Regions from separate parts of the Mus musculus genome. Here region 1 is linked to region 2. The links are chromatin contacts, called in public Hi-C maps. All regions are on one chromosome and are shown on one strand. Each heading gives the region's core, a stretch centred on a gene start, on an enhancer-like site or on the middle of the called end of the contact. The rest is flanking DNA. Distances are from core to core; before and after follow the strand shown.

Region 1 (2,700 bases), core at 126-2,625, 310 kb before region 2:
ATTATGTAGCAAGAGAGTGGCAGATCTGCATGAGCTATGAAGCAATAGAATGCAATATAATTGGTGATAAGTGTGACTTCTCCAGAATTGTTTAGCCATTGCATGTCAATGACTTACAGATAAACAGCAGTGACAAAGCAGCACGGAGCTGATTTGCTCTTTAGAAATCAACACATAAGCAATGTATGTTTCCAACATATTGAACTTATGGAATACTGCATACATTCTCAGAAATCACCAGACATGACCTGCAGACCATATGAGAAAAAGTATAATCTGTAAAGAAAGTTTCAAAGATCTAGGAGGGGAAAGTCAAATTGTTTATCTCATGTCAAAGCCTACAATTTGAGCCACAAGGACTGCCATTAAATAAGCTGAGATATATGATTTGATGTAAGAAATGGTGCTGTAGAGACAGATTTTCTTTAAAAGGCAAATTTTCCTTTTTCAGTTTACTTAATTGTTCTCTATAAATTATTCTGCCTTGTTGTCATGACAACACAAATGAACTAATAGAGATTTGCTCTACACTGTCTGCAAAGCCCATGATCTTTTGTGGAAGTGGGTGAACGTCTGAGTATGATTTCCTTTTGCTATGAAGTACAAGGGTTTTACTTGGCCACATAAGCTCACATTCAACGTTTATCAACTTATAAAACTTCTGCTCAATTACTCTAGATAATTTCTTTGTTGACTGATATATGTTGCCTGCTTAGGCACCTGTCGAAATCCACTGCGTTCTTGGACCTGAATGCCTTTAAGTTAGTTGACTCACTTTTATTAAAGATCGGTCAGAAATGTCCAGCTATTCTTGGGGACTTGTTTTAAATGGGGAATAATACTCACTCTAAGTGTTTGCTATTGTTATACTGTCAGAACTTAATCAACATTTCCTCACTCTGGGATGCCATTGTTCAGGACAAATTATAAAACACTGCAAGATCCCTCCTGGTCGACACCAGCACTGGGCTACCTTGGGGCGGAGTTGGCGGACACCCCCAAGGTCCCTAGAGGACTCTCACGAGATCTTAGGACCTCTGGAGAGTGAAACTCAACTTCTGTTCCAATCCAGTCGTGCAGGACCTGAGACAGCATTAGGGAAGCAGAAAAACCGGCCTGACCAGGGTCACAAGTTCCTTATGGTCAGCACCAGCACAGGGTCACCCAGGCACGGAGTCAGAAGACACCCCCAAGGTCCCTAGAGAACTCTCCAAGAGATCTTAGAACCTCTTGTTAGTAGAACACAACTTCTGTTCCATTCCAATTGTGTGGGACCTGAGACAGCATTAGTGAAGGAGAAAACCCAGCCTGACCAGGGTTACAAGTCCCTTCCAGTCGGCACAGGCACCGGGTCATCCTACAGGACAGCTTCAGAGGCAGACCCCGTTTCGAGCTCCAGACATCCGGGCACCTCCCCTGCCAGAGGAGAGGTGTCCGCCCCACCCAGGAGGGCTTTGCCAGAGCACCTGGGGGAGCCATCTTGGTTCCCGGATCCCTCTGAGACTAGTCTGCACAGGTGAGAGTTTGGACTACAGAAGCTACACAGCCTCTGGGAAAGGTAGAAGCCACACAGCTTCTGAAGCAGACCCCATTTCAGGCTCCAGACATCGGACATCTTCACTACCAGAGGAGAGGTGTCTGCCCCACCTGGGAAGGCTTTGCCAGAGCACCTGGAGACACATCTTGGTTCCCAGATCTCTCTGAGAGTAGTCTACACAGGTGAGAGTGTGGACTAGAGAAGCTAACAGCTTCTGGGACAGGGAGAAGCCACACAGCTTCTGAGGCAGAAACAGTTTCGGGCCTTCATATTCCGTCAGGAGGCAGGTCCAAATACCAGATATCTGTGCACCTTCCCTGCAAGAGGAGAGCTTGCCCGCAAAGAGCGCTCTAACCACTGAAACTCAGGAGAGAACTAGTCTCCCAGGTCTGCTGACAGAGGCTAACAGAATCAAAAAAGGAACAAGCTCTAAGCAGACAACTATACCAAGTTACTCCAGAGATTACCAGATGGCGAAAGTCAAACATACAAATCTTACTAATAAACCAAAACCACTCACCATCATCAGAACGCAGCACTCCCACCTCAGCCAGTCCTGGATACCCAAACACACCTGAAAAGCTAGACCCAGATTTAAAAGCATATCTCATGATGATGGTAGAGGACATCAAGAAGAACTTTAATAACTCACTTAAAGAAATACAGGAGAATACTGCTAAAGAGCTAAAAGTCCTTAAAGAAAAACTGAAAAACACACAGAAACAGGTAGAAGTGCTTCAAGAAAGACAGGAAAACACATCCAAACAGGTGACAGAAATGAACAAAACCAAACTAGACCTAAAAAGGGAAGTAGACACAATAAAGAAAACCCAAAGTGAGGCAACGCTGGAGATAGAAAACCTTGGAAAGAAATCAGGAACCATAGATGTGAGCATCAGCAACAGAATACAAGAGAGGGAAGAGAGAATCTCAGGTGCAGAAGATTCCATAGAGAACATTGGCACAACAATCAAAGAAAATGGAAATGAAAAAAGATCCTAACTCAAAACATACAGGGTATCAAGGATACAATGAGAAGACCAAACCTACGGATAATAGGAGTAGATGAGAGTGAAGATTTTCAACTTAAAGGGCCAGCAAATATCTTCAACAAAATTATGCAAGAAAACTTCCCAAACCTAAAGAAAGAGATGACCATGAAC
Region 2 (2,700 bases), core at 155-2,654:
CAACAATATCAACCAATCAGACCCCCCCCCCCAGAGCTACCAGGGACTAAACCACCAACCAAGGAGTACACATGGCTCCAGCTGCATATGTAGCAGAGGATGGCCTTGTCAGGCATTAATGGGAGGAGAGGTCCTTGGTCCTGTGGAGGCTCAATGCCCCAGTGTAGGGAAATGCCAGGGCAGGGAGGCAGGAGTAGATGGGTGGGTGGGGGAGCACCCTCATAGAAACAGAGGGAGGGGGATGAATAGGGGGGCTGGGGGGAAAATTGAAAAGGGGATAACATTTGAAATGTTAATAAAGAAAATATCTAGTAAAAAAGAGATGACTAGACAACTGAGAGAACTCAGAACTGATGCCATTGTCATAAGAAGTGGGTTTTTAATGAGCTTGCTGTCATGTCATCTCCCAGCCTCTGCAGTGGTGCATTGCACCATGTTGGGGTGTAGCCAAAGACCCTCACCAGATGCCAGCAACACATTTTCATAACTATGAGTCAGATAAATACATTTCTGTGTATTATAAATCTGTAGGTATTACATTATGGAAGTATAAGTGATCCAAGCAGAGTCACAAAGCTCAGAGGTTGATACAAGACAAAAAAAAAAAAAAAAAGGAGGAGCAAATAACACAGAGACTAGAAGAGAAGCACAAACAGGAAAGAAGTGAAGATCCCTTTGCTCAATAGCAGAACCCTGCTCTGCAGTCCAGAGGGTCCCATGAGTGAAGAGCAGACCTCCCAAGATCACTGCTAAGAGAGAAGCGCCCATCTCAACACCATCTGCTCTTATACAGCACATGGAACATGGGGAATTTTGTTTATACTTCAAGCATTTCAAGGGATTTTTATATACTCCCCATCCCACGCCCCAAAATAGGCTCAAGGCTTTAGAAGATGGTAATTACAGTAATTGTACGTGAAAAATCACAGGAGGTCACAACTCCAATTAGTATGTTTTAAATGGAGAGCCTGTGGCTCAGAGCAGATGTGACCTTCCTAGGATCATACGGTCTAGAAGAGAGATGCGCCATAAACTTGAACAATCGAAAGCAGAGTAGCTATGTGCTCATGTGAAGGCAAGGTTGTGTTGAAGAATTGTGTCGCTGACACAGGCTAAGTGGTCATCACCTCACTACACCCTTGGCTCTGTTCTGTCACTATTACCAGATAGGGAGGTTGTTTTCCTTTTCAGAATAAATAAACAGTGAGAACCAATAAATATCCTTTTATCTCAACATTTTTTTTCCCGGAAGAAGGGATACCACACACAAAGAAACTTCTTTTCTCTAAAGTAATAAATATTTATTGTGAAACACAAACAGCACACTAAATAAAGGCTTGGGTGCTTTTACTTTCTGACAGCGCAATATTTTCTCCAAGTTCATGGGGACATTGACCCAGAGTAGACACACAAAGAACAGAGTTGACTGATCCTGAGCCCCAGTGTGGACACTGTGCTGGACAGTTTTATGTCAGCTTGACACAAACTAAAGTCACTGAGAGGAGAGAACTTCAATTAAGAAAATGTCTCCATAAGATAAGGCTGTAGCAAGCCTGTAAGGCATTTTCTTAATAAATGATGGATAGGGGAGGGCCCAATCCATTTTGCTTGGTGCCACTCTAGGCTGGGGGTCCGAGGTTCTATTAAAAAGCAGACTGAGCCTGTAGAGACTTGATATGTCAGGATGGAAGGTTACTCAGGATATCTCCACCTTCTCAGAGGAGAAGGGGAAAGAGGAGAGAGAAAGGACTTGGGATGGAGGGACCAGAGGTGTGGGGCAGGGATCCACATTTAAAGTGAACAAATAAATAAATTAATGGCGGGAAAAAAAGTCATGATGGGCAAACCAGGAATCAGCGCTCCTCCATGTTCTCTGCATCAGCTCCTGCCTCCAGGTACATGCATCAGTTTCTGCCCTCACTGCTTTTTTTATGGAACTGTGAGTGAAATAATCCCTTTCCTCCCCACGTTGCTTTTGCTCATCATGTTTCATCACAGCAATAGTAACCCTAATTGAGACAGACACTAAGCCAGTAGTCCACAGGGCATGAGACCACTAAAGCCCCAAACCTTGGTACATGTTGAGTCACTTCTCTACTTGTATGTGAATTTCAGAGATCCAGCTGAGGTTTTGAGGTTTGCACTCCTTCTGGTCTGTCTTGGCCAGCACCCTGAGCAGACCACAGGCACAAAGTCCGCAGCCAGACCCACAACACCTGGAGGTAGCTCCACTCCAAGGCGCTCTAACACACCAGGATCAGAAGATCACAGGTCCCCAGGAGCTTGGTCACACCAGAATCTCAAGGTCCCAAAGGCAGCTTGACTCCCAGAAACTCGGACATACCCAGGATCTCAGGATCACAGAATCACAGAGACAGCTTGACTTGGAGGAGTTCTGACACAATCAGGATCTCAGAAAGGACAGGCTCCAGTCAGACATAGCCAGGACAGGTAGCACTGGAGATAACCAGATGGTGGGAGGCAAGCATAAAAAGATAAGGAACAGAAACCAAGGTTACCTGGCATCATCAGAACCCAATATTCTCACCATAGCAAGTCCTGGATACCCGAACACACTGGAAAAGCAAGATTCAGATCTAAAATAACTTCTCATGATGATGATAGAGGACATTAAGAAGGGCATAAATAACTCCCTTAAAGAAATACAGGAGAACACAGGTAAATAGCTAGAAGCCCTTA

Evidence for each region. Hi-C and Micro-C count contacts between places; a contact is called where the count stands out from the background.
Region 1: a contact with region 2 is called in a Hi-C map of uterus, with 7 times the contacts expected there. The contact joins two enhancer-like sites.

What each region holds. Positions count from the first base shown.
Region 1 is chr15:5,736,721-5,739,420 of GRCm38.p6, reverse strand. No RefSeq gene overlaps it. Among named protein-coding and RNA genes, the nearest start is that of Gm41258, 64 kb to the right of the region's middle. Within about 2 kb of position 1,375, at least 2 of the 459 cell types and tissues checked have an H3K27ac peak or open chromatin away from gene starts, as enhancers often do. A contact at or near this core is called in uterus, where this site is marked.
Region 2 is chr15:5,426,240-5,428,939 of GRCm38.p6, reverse strand. It overlaps the pseudogene Gm46496. Among named protein-coding and RNA genes, the nearest start is that of 5430437J10Rik, 69 kb to the left of the region's middle. Within about 2 kb of position 1,404, at least 6 of the 459 cell types and tissues checked have an H3K27ac peak or open chromatin away from gene starts, as enhancers often do. A contact at or near this core is called in uterus, where this site is marked.